Regions from separate parts of the Mus musculus genome. Here regions 1, 2 and 3 are each linked to region 4. A link is a contact called in public HiChIP or PLAC-seq and promoter capture Hi-C data. All regions are on one chromosome and are shown on one strand. The core of a region is the stretch at or near the end of the contact, and the rest is flanking DNA. Distances in the headings are between cores, read along the strand shown.

Region 1 (5,524 bases), core at 680-3,179, 240 kb after region 4:
AGTGAATCAGGCTTGAAGGGTCATGGGTGAGCCTGCACAGAGGGAGACCATCTCCTCATCTGCACACTGGAGATAGTACCTACTGTGAGGTGACAACGAGACCTAAACACAACACGAAGGCTTTATTGCCATGTCTACCATGTAGAAACAACACAACCGTCCCAACCACAATTCCAAACTCCCCAACCAATCGCACCACGTCTGGAAATCGAAGTTACCCGTGTGGCGTCTCTGGTGGATTGCTAAGAAGTGACTATATTTAAAGACTCTGTCGCAGTCTTTACACCGGGCCTCGGGACCGCTGGAGCGCTTTTTTCTTCCACATAGCCTCTTGGCAGTACTCTGGTCATCTTCATCTCCAAGAAGCTTGTAGTCTTTGAGCTTGACAGACCTGCGGATTCTCCGCCTGCTGCACCTACTCTGGCTCTCCTGTCCATCCCCAGCCTTGGGGTCAAAGTTCTCGTCCTTTTCAGCAGGCACCTCCTCCACGCTTCCTGGCTCACCAGCAGGCTCTGATTCCTTGTCTTCTGGAGTCTGCTCACTCAGCTTGACACTGTCTTCTTCTTTAAACACAAAGTTTTGTCTATTCTGAACTGAATTGTTCACTCTCAGCTGCAGCTCTCCCTCTGCAGCCAGTTCTGATCTCCCTTCCTGCAAACCATTGGCTTTTCTTGGTCTTCCCCGTTTCCGTTTCAGAGGATCGTTCTTCTTATTGGAAATAACCACCACTGGCGTCCCAGTGCAGTTCAAAGCTGGTGGCTTTGGGGCGCTATGGTTATCCTGGAAGTCTGCGTATGCCTTTACCAGGTCATAGACTTTTAAGAACTGAGCAGTAGCCAGGATCTGCTCTGTCGTTTTCTCACTGGCATGTAGATAACCTGTATAGATAAATTCCAGCAGGATGCCAAAGGTGTCTGCAACCATGCCTTCCAGCATGTAGATAGACTGGCCAATCTCGCCCTCTTCCGCAAACATCATTGAGAAATACTCGCTACTGGCGGCCAGCAAGGCTTTATGGGCTCGGAAATGCACATTCTCCACGATTAAAGTAATATCACAAAGAAAGCCCTTCTTCCTTTGATCCTCCAGACTGGCCAGCACAGTGTCACTGTGAGTGTCTGAGTGTACCATAAGCTGCCCACAAGGCTCCGGGGTTGTGTCTGCCATTTTCTCCAGAAGACTCTGAAGAGGCTTAAATCTGAAATAAAAAATCAATGTTTATTTAGGAAGAAGTATTGCCTAACTAGACTGTTCGTGTTCCAGCTGTCACAACCCAGTTTTTTTTTTTTTTTTTTTTTTTTTTTTACATTATCACCTTCTACACTCTACTTGGAAAGCCAAGCCTTGGGTTCCTCCCCTTGTTGCGGCTACCCTGCTGGATGCCTCTCCAGTACCCACATAACCTCTTACGGTGGGGAATTTCCTCTGGAAATTAGAGAACGGGTTCAAAAGTCTGTACGGCCCTCCGGTCCGTTAACTTTGTAATTAAACTTTCAAAGTGTGGCGGCACAAAGTTGGAGTTGGGGGTGTGCTGCCTCGATGCTACACACGGAATAGCTGTTTCGACTATAGGAACATATATGAGAAATATGGGAACGAACCCACGCAAGGGAGATCTACGGTGAAATAACGCGCGGATTCAGAGGCCCCGCTCTGAGCAGCGGCGCCCGGAGCTCCGTCCCAGGCCTGGGGCCTGAGTCCCGCGGACGTTCCGCGGCCCAAGGCCCCGGGCCGAACCAACCGGCCGCGGACCTACCTGTCAGGGCCGCCCCGCAGGGACTTGCTACGGTCAGCCCACCCGGCTGCCCAGAGGGCACTAACCGGGCCTGTCGCCGGTCCCCGCCCCCGCCACCACTACGCTGTAGCTCCGGACTCCCGGCGTCTGTCAACCCGGAAGCGCGCACAAGGGCCGTAGCATCACGTGACCCCGGAGCCCCGCCCCGAGGGCGGGCTTTGCTGTGGAATCCGGAAAGGGAGGGTCTGGTGCGGAAACCTGCCAATCTGCGGAAATTTACCTCCAGTTACCCCGCTGAGTTTCCTTTAGACCTCAGTAGACACCACATCCGCTGATTAGATGCTGAGCATAAAGACGGCGGTGGCTTCAATCAGCAGATATTTACCTCCTGAATGAATCCTCTTCCTCGCTTTCCTTCCCAAGTTACTCATCCTCAGCTCTGTGTTTATCCATAAAATGGAGGTGTTAACCTACCTGGTACGGTTAGAATGAGCTTAGTAAGTGCTTGGCTTGGCTAAAAAGACCGAAACGACCGCTGTTTTTATTTAGATTTATGGCACTTCTGAGAGACTATTGAGGGTTTCAGTTGTCTCAGGACAGTGTCGCTCCCTCTGAGACCTATGGGTATGGGAGAGTTCTCTAAATAAAAACCTGGGTAGGATCTGCTGTGGCTCTGTGTTCCGGACCAATGCTCCTAAGTCCCGCTCAGATTCGTTCCGGACCTACTCCAACTGTGCCAGCAGCTTCCGCTCAGCGTTTATGCATCGCGTGTACCTAATTATCTCTACTTTGTCCACTTCCAGATTATAAATTTGCCATCTATATTGCCCACAATTTGGAAACTAAAGATGGAATTACCAGCCGGACTCTTTCTTTCTTACTAGTTTTTATTAAAAGTGTAAGACCCCCAAAGCTGGGCCTCCGCTCAAGTCCCGGGATGAGCTGGCCAGCACCCCAGTGTCCCGAGAGAAAACCACACCTGATGCAAACTGCAAGAGGTTTTATTATCAGCTAGCTGAGGACGAAGTGTCTCCCTAAGTGTCTCCGCATTAGAGATCAGGGAAAACAAGCTTGGGGAACGTCTAGGGGCTTTACCTTCCAGGGAGAAACGCTCTAAGTTGGGGTCTCACAAAAGCAGCTCATACCACACAGGTATGAGCTCTGTGGTTTCCCCCTTATCTTTACAGAGTTATCTAGTGCACTCTATCCAGAGCTCCCTCGAAATCGGTCAGATATGTGGGCGTCCGAGTGGGATGCCAGGAGAGCTTTGCTTGACTTCTGCACTCCAGAAGGAACAAGGGTGGTTGTGGGATTGGGGATTTTGTTCAGTGATAGAGCACTGGGTTCTGGATTCTGCCCTCAGCACCGAGAGGAAAATAATAATAATAATGATAATGATAATAATGATAAAAAGACAGAAAGAACAAGGGTCAGTCTTTCAACTTTGCTTTCACATAGGTTTTTGTTTGGTTTTCTGCTGAAAGAATTGCAGTAAAAACAATGCAATAAAAACTCCACAGAGCCAAAACTAGATCAAATTTATCGAATAAGCTGCTATTTAAAGGAGAAACTGGTTATCGGTAAGAGTGTCACTCGGAGCTGGTCACCAGGAACCACTCTGAGGAAGACTGTCAGAAAAGGCTGGTTGGACAAGGCTGAGGTGGCCAAACCAAATGTGAGATGCTCACAGCTAGATGTAGGTTAATATTAGGTGAAGATGTAGGTTAATAAAATGAAAGCCAACAAGATTTAAAATGCTCAAAATATTTATTACTTTGAAATTTGAAGAATTTAAAATGTCAGCTCATAGCAAAAATCTAGAGTGTTGAAGATATTGATGATAATATTATTAGAGCATAGATTATACCCTTTTATGAGTAAGATTGCTAATAGAGGAAATAGTGAAATAAATGGGTTATCCAGAATTTTTCCTCCTTCTTTTCCATATCTAATTTCCATTATTCTACCCCTTCCCACCTGAAAGAGACAGAGACAGAGAGAGAGAGAGAGAGAGAGAGAGAGAGAGAGAGAGAGAAATCAACAGAGCCTCCTGTCTCCTGGCCTCTGGATGGATTGGGTCTGTGGAGAACTTGACCCAGGAGAAAGGAGAAGGCTTATCATTAGCTGGCAGATGACAGTTAGTGGAAGTCTTCTGTGGCAGTGAAGGTAACAGAACCTCTGTGAGATCTAGGATGGTTTGCTGATATCTGCTGAAGAAGCTGTAGTCCAAAGCCCATCATGACTTCTGGGACTTGAGAGGAACAAAAGGATAATCGTGCTGTTGGACAGTACCAGCACAGCTTTATAGCCACACCTTCTCTTCCTCCTCCCCACTTTCTCTTTGTCCTCCTCCTCCTCCTCCTCCTCCTCATCTTCCTCCTCGCTAGTCTGATAGTACTCCTACTCCTATTTCCCAGCCCTATCCTCTGCACTACACCCAAGTGGTATATATTGGCTTTGAAAAAAAAAAGATCTAATTCAGACAGGAAGAGTGCCTGAGAATACAGACAGTGTACACCTGCTTCTATACTGAGGGCTCTCAGCACACCATAACACAGGTTTGATGTGTTTGGAATGTCTTTTATCCTGGTTAAGAACTTTCAATTTTGGGTTGGAGAGGTGGTTCAGTGGTTAAGAGCACTGACTGCTCTTCCTAAATTAGGCCCTGAGTTCAAATCCCAGCAACCACATGGTGGCTCACAACCATCTGTAATGGGATCTGATGCCCTCTTCTGCTGTGTCTGAAGACAGCTATTTATTTATTTATATAAATAAATAAATCTTTTTTAAAAAAAGAACTTTCAATTTTGATTATTTTCCCCCAATTTCACATGTCTTGATTCTGATAGGTCATTTAATTTGGATGTTACCCCCTTGGAGAGAATTGTTTTCTGAACCACCCCCAAATTAACTGGAGATGTATCTTTCTCTACCCAGTTCTTCATTTATAAAAGCAGAAAACCAACCCAAACCAGAAACATCATCCCCAGCTATATATTTGATATTCTGTTTGAATTTCTTTCCTTTCATCTCCAGGATATGAAATTTTAATACACTTAACTGAATTCAATATATTTTCAAGTGAATTGAGAAGGAAGTAAAAAGTATATCATAAAATTTAAAGTGTTCAACACTATAGTGTATTCCTTTGAGTTTTGAAGTGCTTGGTCACGTTTGCTCACAACCATCCGTAACTGCAGGTTCAGGGAAGTCAGTGTTTCTTTCTGACCTCAGAAGCACCAGGCATGCGTGTGGTGCAGTCAAAATGCTCATACATAGAAAAGAAGTAAATCTAACAAAATTAAAAGTGCACTGTGAGCCGGGCGTGGTGGTGCACACCTTTAATCCCAGCACTCGGGAGGCAGAGGCAGGTGGATTTCTGAGTTCAAGGCCAGCCTGGTCTACAGAGTAAGTTCCAGGACAGCCAGGGATATACAGAGAAATCCTGTAAAACAAAACAAAACAACAACAACAACAAAAAACAAAAACAAAAGTGCACTGTGGCCGGACAGTGGTGACACATGCCTTTAATCCGAGCACTTGGGAGGCAGAGGCAGGCGGATCTCTGAGTTCGAGGCCAGCCTGGTCTACAGAGTGAGCTCCAGGACAGCCAGGGCTACACAGAGAAATCCTGTCTCGAAAAAAAAACCCAAACAAACAAATAAATAAAAAAATGCAATGTGTAGGAATTTGATCCAATAGTGCATAATAATTCAGTAATAGACTGTCTGACACACTGTTCACAGTCATGTGTACGGTGGGTGACCTGTCTGTACCTCTCCCATATAA
Region 2 (5,813 bases), core at 74-2,573, 160 kb after region 4:
CAGGGGAGCAGTGAACAACTTTAGTGTAACTCAAGTAATCAAATATAGATGTTCCTGCACACGGTCCAACAGAACCAGACTCCACAGCAGCACATGACACGCTAATCAGAAGCAAAGTTTTACTCCCTATGTACTCAGAACTAAAGGGTAGGATGTAGCTGGCAAGATGGCTCAGTGGAAAAGGGTACTTGTCCAACAACCTGTGTTCAATCCTTGGGACCCACAAAGTTGAAAGAACAACAGGCTCCACAAAAGTAGTCCTGTGACACACTCTCTCACTCACTCTCTCTTGGTTAATGTGAGCTAGACGCATGCCCCTTCCATCAGCCCAACCATCAATCATTCCCATGGTTCTGTTCTCCACTAATTCACAGCCATTAGTTCCCATCTATATACCAGTCTACAGGAACAAAAGAAACAATGGACAACCCAGCCTCAAATGGACAGGTAAGGCAAACACAATGTTAATTTCATAATCAAAATATGACACTTTTGATCAAGAGACTAATAAACATTTATTTTAAATCAGTTTGGTACACATACATATTAGTTTTGTAGTTTAAGGAACTCAAATAGAAACTTCTAAGTCCAGCAGTGTCTGCTTGTGCAGCAAGTATGGCAAAGGTAAAATAAGGTATTTGATAGAACTAGATCCTCAGGACAAATCAGATGAAAACTCTGAAAAGGCTTTTATATACCTTCTGGATTAAAAAACCCAAAATCATTAATGGCTCAAAATACCTTGCTAAAGAAAGATGGTGAAGAGTCAGGGCAGCAGTGAATTCTGTGGCAAGAGCTTTTGTAGAGACTTGCAAAATGTCACTAACTTCCTACAATGTTAGAGCAGTGCTCAAAATTTCAGGAGCTTCAAATTAAGTTACATTCTTAGAAAACTTGCTACATATGCTGACATTTATATGGGGCAAGGAGTCACATGGAGGTAAATGACAAACCAATTTTGCCACCTTTATAAGGAATGGAAATTCTGTGTACTTTTAAAAGAACTTTAGCACTCACTTAAAACTAACAGCTACAGCACTGAAATAGATTTTTGTGAGGAACCTAGAAATTACAATGGAAACATAACTGTGAGGTAAACCTATCTTTCCCCAAAAACCTTTGAAGTCAGAGTTTAAACAAGTAAGGCACTTGAAAACATTAGATATATGTACAAATGTGCAAGTGAAACAAACTAGCTGTACCAGCAAGTGACAAAGAGATAGATTCATTAGTTTCACTTTATGAACCAGCCCACAGCAATCCGCTGTTTCGTATATAAACCCTGGGAACCAAGCGCTGAACTCTGTAACCAAATGAAAGCCCCAAACTTGAATGGCACAGGAAACCAAAAGCCTATTTCCAATTACAGCCTCTAGACGTGTGCAGTGTGTCAGAGGCAAGGGAGAAGTAACTCCAAAACTGAAAACTTAGTGCTTTCAGAAGCAACTGAAGTAAAAGTCTGCATGATTATAATGATAGCACATGGGAACTGAAACCAAGGAGGAAGAAAAGAAGTAAAGGCCCAAGGAAGAGAAAAGCCTATTCAGCCAGGGTATCGTCATTGGAAATCTAGAGCAACCTCTCTCAAACCCTCAGATTTTTTAAGTTACACAGGTCACATCTATTAGAAAACAAAGTGATTGTCTCATTTAAAGAACTAGAAAATGATTCTATCTACAACTACTTCCTTCTTGCCTCATGTAAAAGCCACTTTTCAAGAAAACCTGGTAGGAATCCTTAAGGTATAATATTTGGATACTTTGTGTACAGAGAGAAAGATAAATCAATTTTATGTCTAGTTTAACAGCCCTAAGAAAAATGTTAGATGGTTTGATATAAGGAAGCCTTTCAGCTCTAATTATTCTTTAGCTTCTATTTCTCAGCTCTAGAAAAAACAATGCTTTTAATTAAATATTAACAGTATGTTATCTATAAGCAGATTTCTGCTGCTCACATCAACAGTTACATTCTCAGACCAAGCTTTGCCTCCCACAGTGTGAACACATTTTTCACGACGTCTCAGTCTGTCTTAAGGCACTGTTCTGATTTCTTAATACGGTACACTTTATGAGTATGAACAAGACCTGTTGCAGATTAATGTCTGTGTATCCTTTCTTTAATCTAAATCTGGATTGCCCTGTGTGGCATCTTATTTCTAATATATAAAATACAACTTGTCAAGCATAAAAATTTACTCTAGGGATAGTTTAGTGCTAAACAAATTTAATCTATGTTTGAAGTGATGGCCCTCAATCTGCCTGACGGGTGGTCATTTGGCACTCTTCTCAATTCTGGCCACCAAGTTACACCTGGAACTAGGATGAGAATAACAGCCTTTAGGATTCTAGGGGACTACATTTCAACTGCAGTCAGAAGCTGCCTACACAGGACAGCACTCTCCACCACTTACAGAAGTTACATTTGGCATGTCAGAGGAAAAAACAGTCCCACAGCAGCAGCCATGGTAAACAAAGACGACAGCCACACGGATTCATGCAGAATATTTTAAATATTCCTGATGAACTAAATGGTTTAACTGACTTTTCTTCGAGGATGATGCTCCAAAATATCCTGTATGCATCCTTTGGAAAGGTAAAGATCCTGGAACAGCGTCTTCCATGTGGGACTTCTTCAATATTTTGGTTTCAGTGAGTTGCACAAGTTAACTGCCAGTCCACATTAATTTAACAGGTCTGTTTACAGAGTATGGTAATTTCGTTCTTTAGATTTGCAGAACTTATAGAGAAAGAAAATTACAGCCTGCACACCCAAGACAAGGACGATCCCTCCAATGAAGCTGGCTGCATCAAAGGTCGACTTCCGCTCAGGCTGGGAGGTTGGAGTCAGTGTGGTATTTGTTGTCCCTGCTATGATGATAAACAAAGAATCCTCAGTAAGTATCATGGTATTTATAATTCCCAGACCCCCCAGGCATCAACTGTGCTCCGAGTTATATTCTATACAGGTCTTCCTGAGTCATGTCTTCATAACTAGAATTTATCTCCACTTAAGGCAGAATGCCATCCATCATTCTGTCCAGGACATGATAAGGGTAATACTGCTACAAAGTTTCAAATAGGTAAGAGCTTTTATGGCATATAAACTGTCCCCTTGAAAACTTATCAAATACTTCTAAAACATGCGATAATTTTGTTAATCTACTTTGGTTAATTGTTAAAATAAATGCTTGTTAAAACTTTTTGGTTTTACTAGATAGACAAGGTATTTAAAAATTGAGTTGCTGTTTTTCAAGTTAACAACAAAAATAATAATCTATAATTTCAAAAAACAAAATAACACATAGTTGTAAATATATTCAATAGCATTCTGCTAGTTTATTTTGCATCATGAGAAAGCATTATATAGCCATAAGAAAAACAAATTTGAAAACTAGAATTCCTACAAACAACTCATAAGAAGCTAAAAGTAATGTCAGTTTAATCAATCAGAAGACCATGGAAACTAACGTTACTAAGGGAGTAATATGTTTCAATAGGAAACAAAAAGGCTATGACTGTGTTCAACATTTAAATAAAGTACACTTCACTGTTAAACTAGATCCGAGTCGCTGGGCGTGGTGACGCACGCCTTTAATCCCAGCACTCGGGAGGCAGAGGCAGGTGAATTTCTGAGTTCAAGGCCAGCCTGGTCTACAAAGTGAGTTCCAGGACAGCCAAGGCTATACAGAGAAACCCTGTCTGGGGGGGGGGGGGGGACGACACGGGACGGGGACGGGACGACAAACTAGATCTGAATCATCATCAACTGCAGGCTCTGAAGGTTTTGGTAAGCTGACCAACTTTAACATTAGCCAGGAGTGGAGCTTAATCAGCACTGAAGTTCTAGGCACTAAAAACTTTTCAAACAAGGACAATATTTGGACTGGCCAGATGTCTTGGTCTGTAAGAACATGTATTGTTCTTGCAGAAGACCCAAGCTCAACTCCCAGCACCCACATCAGGCTGCTTATAACTGCTTGTAATTCCAGCTCTAGGGACTGTCCCTAACCTCAGACACATGCACATACACACATGGACATGTAAATAAATAATACAAACAGTTTAAAAAATTCACTGCAAGTATTTTGTATCCTGTGTGTGTGTGTGTGTGTGAGAGAGAGAGAGAGAGAGAGAGAGTGAGAGAGAGAAAGAGAGAGAGAGAGAGAGAGAGAGAGAATATGAATGTGAAAACAGCGGCTTCTATGAAACTGTGAAGTAGCACAAGCAGGAAGCCACAACAAACTTAGGGTAGAAGAGTCCTTGGATCCAAGCAAGTCTAAGAAAACAAGTCTAAGAACAACTTAAGAAAAGTAGAAAGTGCAAATCTTGGCTTTTCAGATTGGTCTAATTAAAAACAATAGTTTTCCTTTCACCAAACCTATTAATGGTACCAACTCCTTCTGAGTAACTTGTAGTCACAAGTCAGATTTAGCATCTGAGTATAGAAGGGTTTTAGAGAAAACATCCTTACTTAGTCTAAAGGGCCAGGCCATAACAAACAGAAAAGGACTCCCGTCGACCATCCGGAGCCAAGCACTGCCTTGGTGTTCTATGTTAAAAGCTGCTTCGGTCCAGAACATCCAAGAGTAGAACTGGACCCTGGTGGCAGCTCAAGAAACACACTGCATCCCTGGTAGTTTATATAGCCCCGATTACCTGATGTGACAACTGAGGGAGTAGGTGTAGGAGAGGAAGGCCGAGTTGTGGGCTTAGCTGGAATGAAAACAAAATGTATTTAACAATCTTAAATTTCTTCCTGGTCTACAAAGTGAGTTCCAGGACAGCCAGGACTATACAGAGAAACCCTGTCTCGAAAAACAAAACAAAACAAAACAAAACAAAACAAAACAAAACAAAACAAAACGAACCTTAAATTTCTAACCTCACAATTATCCTACATGTAGTTTTTAATTTTTAGAGAACAGAAGCCAAATTTAGTTAATGATCCAATATAAGTCCTTACATATATTCTGACACATTCAGCCAGCATAAACTTGCTTTTCTATATATACATGTAAGACACAAAGTCTGCAAGAAGACAAAGAGGAACGAGCCTATTTAGAAAGAGAATTACAGATTTCATTCTTCTATGACAAATTATGTCAGTGTACACAACTGAAATAGACAAGTGAGTGTACTGTAGGCAGGTACCATGCTTTGCTAAGGGGCAGAGTAGGATGCTACACTTTGGAATGCAAAGTCAGTCAAGGACAAGGAAAGCAGGCACAGTTGGGTTCCAACAAAACCTTACTAATTGATTAGCAGTAGCACCCAAGGCTAGCCCAATTTGGATGATACACTCTCCCACTCTGTATGAGGCAAAAGTACCAACTAAACATGAAATGACCTCTGGAAGTAAGCACTTGATTACGAACATCAACTACTAAATGTAGACTCAAAAATCCTTATACCAGTTCTAGAAAAAAATTAAGTTTATACAAATTAATATTTGCCAGGTGTAGTGGTGTATGCCTTTAATCTCAGCACACAAGTTCCAGACCATCCAGGGCTATACAGTGAGACAGTGTTTCAAAAAGCACAGAAAACTTTTAAAATTACAGTTTATTGTGTCTGTGAATCTTCGGATGGGTGAACAGATGGCAGAGGCACAAGTGTTTAAGTCAACTAGCAGCTGGTTTGTTCCTTCTGTCATGTGGGTCTCAGAGATTAAACTCAGGTCACCAGACTTGGTGGCAAATGCTTTTATCTTCTGAGCCATCTTACCAGCCCCCAAGTTCTAACATAAAAGAAAGTTCTGTTCTTCAACAGTAATTATACACCAACATTAGGCTTTAAGACAAATGTAACTAGAGT
Region 3 (5,496 bases), core at 2,296-4,795, 140 kb before region 4:
GATGTGGTTTCTAAATCATCCTATCATCTTCTTGGGTCTGGTACAATATACTGTCATTCTGGTACAATATTAGAAAAAAGCAACTATATCTCTTTGACATGCTTATTTTTTAAAATTATTTTTAGCTTTTTATGAGTATTTTGTCTACATGTAAGCACGCTGAGACCAGAGGAGGGCACTGCATCCCCTGGAACTGGAGCTACAAAGGGTTGCGTGCTACCATGCAGGCACTGGGAAGGAACCTGCAAGAGCAGGAAGTGCTTGCTCTTACCTGCTGAGCCATCTGGCCAGCCCAGATTTATCTTTAGAATCTACATTGTTTGACAACTCTTCATTCTAATAGCATTTTAACCTGGCTGCCTTCTGGTGAATGCAGGGTTATATAACCACTAGGCTTGCAGTTTAGCTCTTCTTACACAGCTAGACAGCTTGAACCCCAACCCCTCCTTACCCTTACACTTCTAGGACATGGAGTTTGTCCAAGTGCAGCAGCCTGTCCTTCCAACGGCTAATCCCAACAACCATGAACATACCTCTAGACTGTGTTGGAGGACATAGGGTAGATGCAAGGAGTATACAGAGCTCTGATATAAAGGGAGGGAGGGTGCCACATTTTATGGGGTAGGACTTGGGGTTGGAACACAGCATAGACAGACCATATACTGGCTAGAACTACCATATTACAGGGGCCAGTGAAAGGTATATAGCCATGGTCTTGTTCCTGTTCTTAGCTGGAATCTTCTTTTGTCAAAGACAACCAAAGCTTATGACTCAGGAATTATTACCCCAAACCACAAACCTGAAAATTTAACTACTGACCTAAAATACTGTATTAGCTCTCCATTACTGGTACGTGTGTGTTTTTCCCATTAACATTTTCTTTTTAACACAGGGCTATGATATGCAGCCCAGGCTGGCCTTAAACTTCCGAGTTCTGTGATTGTAGGCACAAGCCACTACACCTAGGAATTCCAGAATTTTTAAATGTTCATCATGGTACTCCTCAAACTGTAAACATGAATTAAAGTTAAAAATTGGTTTAGAAATTTTAAGAAATGTTAGTAGAAGTGCTGAGAGTCAGCATTTCCAGTGCCCTCCTAGTCAATACAAAGACTGCTTGTATCTGAAGAAAAGAGGCTTATAAAAGAACCTTCCTTAAAAGATGAGGTCAGCCACCTGCTTAAGAAGGGGCCTTCTCTCCTGGCTTGCTCACCCCATTTAAAGACAGGCAGCTCCAGCTGGTCCTGGCAGATAGGTAGGAAGCTAGGTACAAACTGTCAAGTAGTAATAATAATAGCTAACATGTATCCATTCATTCACACACCTGCTTATATGCACTAGTGTCAGACAAGAGACTAAGCAATGAACAGACAGGTCTTAATCTTCATGGAGCATACACTATTAATCCCAAGTAATTAAAAAACATAACAATCTCAAGCAGCATGGAATTAGGAAGGGAAGAACACAACTGCAGTCCTGGCCAAGATAGAGAGAGACTGAGGTTCAGAGAACTGAGTACCAGTCTTGGCTTTATAGTTCATGCCTGCTTGCTTCTTCTCCTCTTTAAAAACTGTTACAAAGTAAAAGGAGGCACAGGGCTAATGCCTTACAAAGATCAATATGCTATTATCTTTATGTTACTGACTGTAAAACAGAAGCTTGGGGTTGGGAGAAGAGAATAGGTTGGCAGAGAGGCACAAAATTATAGAATTCCCAAAAATAATGTTTGAGAAAAAATATATATTTAAGTTGATTTAAAGACAATATAATGCATATATGAAACACAATGTAATGTTTATATATGTGGATGCATATATAATGTTTCTGTGTGTTAAAAAAAATAAAGTTGGATTGCCAGGTGGTGGTAGTATACACCTTTAATCCCAGCACTTGGGAGGCAGGGACAAGTAGATCTCTGTGAGTTCAAGGCCAGCTTGGTCTACAGAATAAGTTCCATAACAGCCAGGGCTACACAGAGAAAACCACCAGTCTTGAAAAAACAAACAAACACAAGCCCAGAAAGCAAATACAACCAATCTAAACAAAACAAAACATTAAAACCTTTTTAACTTAAAAAATAATTCCCCAAACAAGACAAACATCAACAAACTAAAACTTAGAGCACTAACTAGCTTGCCCCGTAGAGCGTTAGCAAGAGCCAGTGTGTGTGCACAGCAGTCTGGCAGGGGCAGCTCTGGACCGTGGCGTATTTGTCTGTCTCACATTACCAAGGCTGCAGCTGTGCTGTGCTCAGCTCTGTCCCACATTCTGGAATCAAATCTGAAACTTTCTGCCTGTGACCTGCATGCCTGGGAGACCTGCTGCTTAGCTAAGAAAAGTTCAGCCCCATGCAATGAGCATCCTCGTCAAGAGCAGCAAGCTGGTGCTTTCTCACGAAAGTGTACTTTTGCTGGCTTAAGGCTCTCACATTTCAATTGTAAAAAGTCTTCTCTAACAGTTTCAGGAAGTAAGTGTCCTGTGCATGTGGCAGCTCAGGTGGTCTGCTGCTGTTCTGAGGCAAGGTCTCAGGTAGCCCAAGCTGGCCTTGAATTCACCTAATGGCCCAGGATGCTCTTCAACTTCTGACCTTCCTTCCTGTACCCACCCCCAAGTGTTAGGATGTTGGGCATGTACCACCACACCCAACTTCTCAATTTTTTTATGGAGGGTACTCTTTGAAAAATTGATACACTTGGGTTTTCCCCCAAAAGTACATGCAAGAATACACTGTTTTCTCTGTAACTGATGGGTCACACAACATCCTAAAAAGCCAAAATCTTCAATTTGAACCATTAAGCTGTAGCCTCTCCCAGAACAAGTCTTGGCTTTGCTTCCTGGAAAACAAGAACAAGTCTCCTTTGGTAATCAGTTTGGGGCAGTTAAGACTGCCCACTACTCTCTGCAGAGAATGTGAGGTCCATTCTCAGATCCCATGTCAGCACACTCACAACCACTATACGCATGTGCACACAGACAGACAGACAGACAGATGTGCATGTGCACACACATATATATACATAGAGCGAGAGACAGGGATGGGGGAGAGAATGTTTGCTTTACTGGTTTCATGTTCTCATCTTCCCAGAAACTACTCTCCAAGGAGCACATATGCGTTGAGCCCAACTGTGTACCTGCCCAGCTGGATGGTCTAGTCAGATCATCTACCTCTCCAGCTCACGCTCCTTGTGTTGAGTGACTGGATAAAAGCAGCGAGTGCATGCCACAGGCCCAAGAACAGCATCTGGGGGGGGGGGCGAGTTAACTAGACTATGGGCTCTGAGGTCAGCAGTCTTCTCCACCTCTCTTCCACACAGATACCTGTGCAGGTACCTGGAACAGTCTGAGACAGTAAGTGAAAGAGGAGATCAATACTATCACCAGTTAAGCTTGGATATTTAAACTTGGAATTATCTCCTTTCTCCTTTCAGACTCCCTCTAAAAGAAGACAACTGAAAACACAAATGTTCTTAAGTTGTACACACATCTTCTCTTGAGGCCTACAGCATCAAAATTGATGACAAACTAGACTTGAGTTGAGTCAGAGTGCCACCTAGTGCTCACAGCAGCTAACTGCTGAGAACTCAGGAAATGTCCTTGGTGAACAAGGAGGCAGGCGGGCACAAAAATGTAAAGTGAGTGGAAAACTGTCATTAATGGCCAGAGTCTTCAAAAGAAAGGTAACTATAAGGAAAATCAGACATCTGCAGCTTTAGACGCTAGTACATGCGCGCATACATATGTACCATACTAGAGAAAACTTACTTCCGAGTACCCTAAAGTTCTACTTCCTGCAGAATCATTCTGTGAATAGAATCTGGTGCACAGCATTCCCCTTGTATCCTTGGCTTCTCTTTCTATGGCTTTATAATCGCTAGTCATGGTCAGCCATATCCAGAATCAACAATGCGTAAATTTTAAATCACGTGCTATTCTGAGAAGTGATCTCATACCATGCTGCCAGGCCTGTGATTTACTCTTTTCCAGAGTGTGCATGCCACATGCCACATACACTACCCACTCAGTATCTTTTTAGTGGCCACCTCAGTTTTCATAACAGCTGCTGGCTCCAATGTAAGGCTCGCAGTGAAGTAGTGCATACCCAGGAGCCCATAATGTCAAAACACCCAACTTGTTCAGCTCAGGCACCTTATCACTAGTATTGTTAGCATCTTCTGAATACTCACTGGTAGTACCATCTGAAATCTCAAAAAGGGAGAGTTCTAGAAGACATTAGAAGAGAGGAAAAACACATCCATATAGCTTTAATTACAACAAGTAGTTGTTCTGTTATTGTTGTAAACTTAGGTTTACATTGTAGGTACATGCTGAGGCAGGAAGATCAAAAGTTCAAGGTCAGCCTGGGCAACTTTGCAAGACTTTGCTTCAGATTCAAATTTAAAAATTGGGAGGTGGGAATGGTGGTACTTGTAATCCCAGCATGTGGGAAGTGAAAGCAGGAGTATAAGGAGTTCAAGGTCATCGTCAGCTATGTAGTGAGCTTAAGGCAAGCCCGGGCTACATGAGGCCTTGTCACAAACAAACAAATGGAGTGCAGCTTGGTGGAACAGTCCTTGCTCAGAATTCCTTAAGTGGCTGCCTAGTACTGTACAAAGCTAGGTTTGATGGTTCATAGTTATAATTCCAGCACTTGGGAGGCTGATGCAGGAGGACTGTTGTAAGTTCAAGTTTAAGGTCAGCCTGGGCTACATAGTAACTTCTAGACCAGCCCATGTTTGTCTCAAAAATACCAATTAAAATTTATAAACAGCAAATAAATTTGAAAATGGTTTAATTTTTGAACCATTGGGATGACTATACTAAAAATGACATGAGAAAATGTTTCTTATTAAAATTAGTATTCTCTATAATTGAAGGAAGGCCCTTACTTCAACATATTATATGTAGTGGGATAAAATTTTTCAAATTTCTATCAATTATATAATAATTTCTGGTGGTTCTGAAACAACTAAAGATGATAAAGATTAGGGCTTATAGCATAAAGAAATTATTTTACCTCCACCTTTCAGACATGACTAAGTTGATAGTAATACACAGCAGTGTTTTAGTTAGGGTTTCATCGTTGGGAAGAGACACCATTACCAAGGTAACTCTCATAAAGAAATATTGAATTGGGACTGGCTTACAGTTTTAGCGGTTCAGTGCATTACCATCATGGTGGGGGCAGGGCAGTGTGCAGACAGGCATGGTTCTGGAGGAGGAGCCGAGAAGGCTACATCTTGATCCGACGGCAGCCAGGAGAGGACTCTGGCTCACTCTGATCAGACTTAAGCATGTATGTGGGACCTCAAAGCCCCACCTCCACAGTAACACATTTCCTCTACCAAGGCCCTCTCCCAGTAAGGCCACATCTCCTAATAGTGCTACTTCCCAAAGGCCAAGCATATTCAGACCACCACAACCAGCTTCAATTTGAGAAGTCTATTGACTACAGAAATCTGATTGGTAAAATATTCAACCCCATTCTTTTTTTTTTTT
Region 4 (5,471 bases), core at 2,368-4,867:
CATCCAAAGGCTGCTAGTGGAAGACTGACTTCTAGGCACCTAGGATGAGAGAATTAAGCCCATACCCACAGTGACACACCTACTCCAACCAGGTCACACCTATTCCAACAAGGCCACACCTCCAAATGGTGCCACTCCCTGGTCCAAGAATATACAAACCATCACAGATGAGATCTGGGTGCTAAGGCAGTATACCATAGAGCATGTGCCTTTTATGTCAAGAATAGTCATGATAGATTGTAAGCAACATCTTATCTAACAAAGTGGGGAAATATTACGCCATTTTCCTAAGTTTCAGAAGCTACTATATAAATGAAAAGTTTCATTTTGTTCAATGACACTTGGTAAGACACTTAAAAGCTGACATAATGCTAGATATTTGGCGGTGGGTTCTGCGAAACACTGTTCTGTCAAGGGCCCTTTTGGAGGTCATTCCTGCTGCTCATAGCCATCAAGTTGCTTCAAAGGAGCAGAGGACCTGGATCACTGAGTCTTTCCAGCCCAGGCCTTTACAACCATGTCTGTTAAGATGAGAAACCTGCTGGTTTGAGCAAGTGTGGTGTGGATGGCCAGAGGTGTCTGGAGGAGATCAGGGAATGACCGTATGTTCACACATTTCGACTTCATTCCAAAGTGGATTTTAAGAACAGGCAGTCTAGATGTTTTCCTTGGTGTCTGAGGTAGATGCAGGATGAGGAGTGAGGCAGAGGGATGCTGGGACCAGGCAGGTTAACAATGCTCTTGATCCTTTATATGCAAATGAGGCAAAAGCGGCTGTCCTACCACAAAGATCACTGGACAGTGCACACTATTTTGAAAACTATGACATTCCAGAGATAATGTTGATATCGCAACTTTTATGCCCTACAAGGACTCTGGGCTGTGCCACATGACAGGAAGGTTTCTAAAGGGACTTTGAGAGAGCAGTGATGGAAGATCCTATATTTCTCCGTGACCCAAGCCACCCTCCACTGTAGCCATCTGGAAGAATCTAAATGATGCTGTTTTCTAGGTGTGGTAAACGCCCACTCTGGTGGATCACTTAGAAATCTCTCTTATCACCCAGCTGAAAATGACCCTTCTTCTCCTTGTTCTTCCTCCGTAATCCCCATGTGCTGTGTGTGAGCACGTGTAAGTTCAGGCTGGAGGTCAGGGGACAGCCGAGAGTGTCAGCCCTCACCTTCTGCCCGTTTGAGACAGGTCTTTTAGCCACTACTGTGTATGCCTTGCTAGCTGCCTCTGAGCCCTCCCATCTCCATCTCCCCATTAGGAGAACCAGGATGCAGGCGTGCACACCGAGTCTAGCTGGGGACCAGTTTAGACCTTCACACTTGCATAGCAGATGCCTTATCTGCTCTGCCCATCTTTTCTTTCTTCTTCTTCTTTTTTTAATCAATTACTTTATTTAAATTTTAAAACATTTTACGTTCTCATTTAACACCCTGAGCCCTGGACCTTGCAATAGTTATATGTCCATGAAGCCCTCTGGATAAGTGGACAAATATCACAGGAGCAGCATTTGCTGAACTAAGAGCATCTCCTGTGAACTGGCTGCTTACGCTCTGCCGCCTCCTTTAGATCACCCACAGGTGCATTGAGGTTAAGGAGAGGAGTGACATAGCTAGAGACACAGTTGGGCAGCCAAGCCCGTGCCTGCTCTGGCTCCCAGCACATCAAGGATGAGAGACAAGAATGCAAGGGAAACCTCCTGCGATTTCCTGTCAATAGCTGCGTCCCTGTCTTGTGGGTCATTGCTTCTCTGCTCCATGAAGATTCAGAAAACAGACAACATACCTGTCATTGATGGCTGATTTTACTCTCAAGATCTTCTTCTTCCTGCTCTTCCTCCTCCCTCCTTCCATCCCTCCCTCTTTCCTCCCTCTCCACCAAGGGCTAGGAGAAGAGATAAGGCATGGATTGTCTCCAACTGTCTTAGTCAGGGTTTCTATTCCTGCACAAACATCATGACCAAGAAGCAAGTTGGGGAGGAAAGGGTTTATTCAGCTTACACTTCCACGTTGCTGTAGATCACCAAAGGAAGTCAGGAACTGGAACTCAAGCAGGGCAGGAAGCAGGAGCTGATGCAGAGGCCACGGAGGGATGTTCTTTACTGGCTTGCTTCCCCTGGCTTGCTCAGCTTGCTCTCTTATAGAACAAGATTACCAGCCCAGAGATGGCACCGCCCACAATGGGACCTCCCACCCCTGATCACTAATTGAGAAAATGCCTTACAGCTGGATCTCATGGAGGCATTTCCTCAAGGGAGGGTCCTTTCTCTGTGATAACTCCAGCCTGTGTCAAGTTGACACACAAAACCAGCCAGTATACCAGCTTCAAAAACCTGACACCAAGTGTCCAGGTGGGTGTTTAGGCTTCTGTGGCCCTAGGGACTTGCTGGCTTGGGCCATCCTTGCCCAGTGACCCTGCTGATCTTTTCTGTGGCGTCCCAGTCCTATTGCTTATACTGTCAAAGTGAGAACATGTATTTCCTTTTCTTGCCTTCTGTTCCCGCCCCTTAGTATTGGAGACTGAACCCAGGGCCTTGCCCATGCAAGACAAGTGCTCTAGCCACTGAGCTACGCCCCAGTCTCTTAACAGAGCATTTAACAGAAGTACTGTCCAACAAGGGAGCACATTACCAGTGCATTTTACAACATTATCTCAGGACTCTTGGGGCCAAGCGGACAATACCAAAGTAAGCTTACTGCTATGTCCCTCTGGCTCCCTCAAGTGTATCTTAGAAATATCACTGTGGCTCCTTGGCCAGGGGCTGCAAGCTAGGAATCTGCTTTGCTGCTGTCCTCTGGCATTCCCAGGGCTGCCAAGCCTCACGTTGCCCATTGAGCTCCATGGGGACAGCACTAATCTTCTGTCCTCGAGCTCCACTCCTCGCTTGTTGTCCAGCTTAGGGAAGGACTCCCTTCTCTGGGCTTGAACAGCCCATCCTCCATGTCTGCTCTGTGATTCCTAGGGTCCAGCTGTGTTCCTGAGGCAGCAAGTGTGGTTAAAGTTTTCCTAAAGGATTTCCCATTTGATAGTTCCATGTCGTTTCTACCTTCCAACAACCCACCATGAACATAAAAATAAAAACATTTTGTTTCAGTGATTAAAGTGTCAGTGTTCTATATCAACTAAAAAGACAACAAGGTTTAATAAGCACACTGTGTGTCAGACACAAGATTTCCCCTCTAAAAGGAATACAAGTGTGTGTGTGTGTGTGTGTGTGTGTGTGTGTGTGTGTGCGCGCGCGCGCGCATGGGTGGAGTAGGGGACTGGGGTAAATCAGAGGAAAGACTCTGGAGAGGAGAAAGAAACTGGCCAGGGAAGGGTTAGCAGAGATCAAGTATATCAAAGTAGAAGAGGGTGGCCTTTATACCCCACCACCACCATGGGCCAGAGTGACATTCCTTCTGGAAAGGTTGGGAAGGGTCACAGCGATCAGGCTGGCCGCCTGCTATCTGCTCTATCATAGCATCCCGTAACACAGCTTCTGTTGCACAAACCTCCCCGCAGCTCCGTTCAAATACCAAAGGATGTCGCTCACTTTAGACGCGAACGGGAAGCGGCTCTGAAGAGAACTCTCCAGGTGAGAGGGGGGCATGGGCGGAGTCAGGAAAACAAGTTCGATTTAGCTAAGGGAGAAAGAAGTTCGCAGGAAAAGCTCCCCACCCCCACCCCGGCAAACAGCTGATACTTTTGAACAAAACAGCCCCACATCCTGTTCATTGCTAAGCTAAGCAAGTGCGAATCATTGTATCCTTAGATAGATCGGATGTTTTGACATTTGAAATTTGGTAGATTGAGGATGTTTGAAACTCATTCATTGTTTGGGTTTAGGTGGCTGAGTCCAAGCCCCTTGTTATTCAGGCAGATGTCCTCAAGAGGGAGCTAGAGAGCTGCCTAAGGCGAGAGTACACACCGGAAAACCTTCCTCTGCTTCTGTTGCAGGTAGGGTCATCTTGCAATCTGAAAACATACTTGGAGTATATTAGAAAGGAATCAGCAAGCTGACTTTTAGGTAGCTCCTGTGGGCAAGTGTTCTGGAGATGGGTAATTTGCAGACTTGGTGTAAATGCTTTCTTCATCAGAGATCATTTCGTTCTCACAGCTAAGTTCAGCTTAAACTTGTTGGGCTGAGAGATTGACCGGGTCTGCCTAAATACTGTTTGTGCCGGTCTTCCACTCTGCAAGGAAAAAAACAACCTCCATCTCCCAAAGGCCAAAAAACAAAAACAAAAACGTTTATTTCTGAAAACCACTCTTAAGAAAATAATTCAAAGTAGGAAAATAATTTGCATTAAAATTCCTGCAACATTGTAATAAGAGTGAGAGATGGAGACAGGAGGGAAGAAGGGAAGGAGAGAGGGAGGGAGAAAACCAGCCAGCCTTACTACCGTCAAGAGAAAAGCAAATCAATGTAGATTGCTATTTGATAGACTATTGTCCTTCCATCGAGTGTTGTTGTTTTTGTTTTGTTTTGTTTGCAAAGGAATTACTTCATCTTGTGATATTAATTAAAACTATGTATGCACATTTGATAATATTGATCATATTGACCAAAGACAGAAGAATCCCTAAGCTTAGGTTGCAGGACAATGAAACACCCCTGAACTTTTATATAGCTTCTCAACTTTGCATAATCATGTAGTATTTAAAGTTTTTAAATGATTTATTCTTCACTTCTATTAAATCATTTAAGGTAGTCCATGTTATGAGTTGTTTCCCCTCTTAAATAAAGTTAGCTCTTTAGTAAGTAGTTAGTGCTAATCACAGAAGATAATGAGATTCTATTTGCAAGTTAAAATGTTGTTCATTTAGAATTTTTCTCTTTATAATTGTCTTTCTTCCTTCTTTTCTTTCCTCCCTCCCTCTTCCCTACCTGCCTCTCTCCTTACCACCTCCCTCCCTGCCTCCCTCCTTCCCTCCTCCCTCCCTCTTTCCCTCCTCCCTACCTGCTTTCCTTCTTCCCTCTTGCTTCCCCTCCTGCTTCCTTCCCTGCCTGCCTCCCTTCCTTCTGTTTTCCTGGTACTCACCATTCATTTTTGTGTAACAGGGTTCACAATGGAGGGAGAGGAAGGGTAGGGATAATAGATATTTGTGTCTGGAGATGTTCTTGGCTTCCAGAGTTTTGGGGGCAGTGGACATAGACGACTGGAGCATCTCATGTTTAGCTACCAGAGGCTAAGGATGATGTCGCACACTACTGCACAGAACATCCTGCAACTAAGAATTATGATGCCTCAATTGTCAACAGTGATAAGGTTGGAAAAGTTCTAGAACAGCCTGGATTTCCATAATATATTCATTCCTGTATTATCTGGAGAGCTTTCTTTAATGTCACTTGTAGTTCATGCCGGCCAGGAAGACATTCTCATGGTGTTTGTTATTTTATAAAAATGATTTTTTCTTTAATTTTATAAAGCTATTTTTCCTTGGTTATAGAATTCTGGACTGACAACTTCTATCATTCA

Evidence for each region. Promoter capture Hi-C pulls out the DNA fragments that hold promoters and counts their contacts. HiChIP or PLAC-seq counts read pairs in DNA pulled down with a chosen protein or histone mark.
Region 1: a contact with region 4 is called in a promoter capture Hi-C map of embryonic stem cells, with 3 times the contacts expected there. The contact joins the promoter of Zbtb24 here to the enhancer-like site in region 4. A contact is called at or near these places in 14 of 39 promoter capture datasets (the 3T3-L1 cell line, the C10 cell line, the HPC-7 cell line and 9 more), 2 of 15 datasets of contacts at CTCF or cohesin (the NIH/3T3 cell line and large pre-B cells), 20 of 484 Hi-C or Micro-C datasets (CD4 T cells, CD8 T cells, the G1E-ER4 cell line and 15 more), 28 of 115 datasets of contacts at active chromatin or transcription factors (the SCID.adh cell line, acute myeloid leukemia, bone marrow-derived macrophages and 18 more) and 4 of 9 other capture datasets (adipose tissue, embryonic stem cells, liver and 1 more).
Region 2: an H3K27ac HiChIP or PLAC-seq map of regulatory T cells shows a contact between it and region 4, with 5 times the contacts expected there. The contact joins two enhancer-like sites. A contact is called at or near these places in 18 of 39 promoter capture datasets (the 3T3-L1 cell line, 3T3-L1-derived adipocytes, the C10 cell line and 12 more), 2 of 15 datasets of contacts at CTCF or cohesin (CD8 T cells and the NIH/3T3 cell line), 18 of 484 Hi-C or Micro-C datasets (CD8 T cells, LSK cells, the MNK3 cell line and 15 more), 24 of 115 datasets of contacts at active chromatin or transcription factors (the 230-238 cell line, CD8 T cells, the HPC-7 cell line and 17 more) and 4 of 9 other capture datasets (adipose tissue, bone marrow-derived macrophages, liver and 1 more).
Region 3: an H3K27ac HiChIP or PLAC-seq map of embryonic stem cells shows a contact between it and region 4, with 8 read pairs. The contact joins two enhancer-like sites. A contact is called at or near these places in 8 of 39 promoter capture datasets (the 3T3-L1 cell line, 3T3-L1-derived adipocytes, the HPC-7 cell line and 4 more), 20 of 484 Hi-C or Micro-C datasets (B cells, the G1E-ER4 cell line, the HL-1 cell line and 8 more), 2 of 115 datasets of contacts at active chromatin or transcription factors (both in embryonic stem cells) and 1 of 9 other capture datasets (pancreatic islet).

Annotation. Positions count from the first base shown.
Region 1 is chr10:41,446,763-41,452,286 of GRCm38.p6, reverse strand. Zbtb24 (zinc finger and BTB domain containing 24) reads right to left here and starts at 1,929. Exons shown (of 7, transcript NM_153398.3): 1 at 1,757-1,929; 2 at 219-1,198. The coding sequence starts at 1,167.
Region 2 is chr10:41,525,726-41,531,538 of GRCm38.p6, reverse strand. It overlaps Cd164 (CD164 antigen), which reads right to left. Exons shown (of 6, transcript NM_016898.2): 5 at 4,656-4,712; 6 at 497-2,867. The coding sequence ends at 2,698. Among named protein-coding and RNA genes, the nearest start is that of Cd164, 9.1 kb to the right of the region's middle. Within about 2 kb of position 1,323, at least 50 of the 459 cell types and tissues checked have an H3K27ac peak or open chromatin away from gene starts, as enhancers often do. A contact at or near this core is called in CD8 T cells, Th1 cells and regulatory T cells, where this site is marked.
Region 3 is chr10:41,829,125-41,834,620 of GRCm38.p6, reverse strand. The region is part of intron 1 of Sesn1 (sestrin 1); the gene reads right to left. Among named protein-coding and RNA genes, the nearest start is that of Sesn1, 21 kb to the right of the region's middle. Within about 2 kb of position 3,545, at least 40 of the 459 cell types and tissues checked have an H3K27ac peak or open chromatin away from gene starts, as enhancers often do. A contact at or near this core is called in embryonic stem cells and pancreatic islet, where this site is marked.
Region 4 is chr10:41,688,502-41,693,972 of GRCm38.p6, reverse strand. It overlaps Ccdc162 (coiled-coil domain containing 162), which reads left to right. Exons shown (of 48, transcript NM_001358562.1): 3 at 3,514-3,586; 4 at 3,838-3,948. Among named protein-coding and RNA genes, the nearest start is that of Mir3473b, 20 kb to the right of the region's middle. Within about 2 kb of position 3,617, at least 43 of the 459 cell types and tissues checked have an H3K27ac peak or open chromatin away from gene starts, as enhancers often do. A contact at or near this core is called in CD8 T cells, Th1 cells, Th2 cells and 6 more, where this site is marked.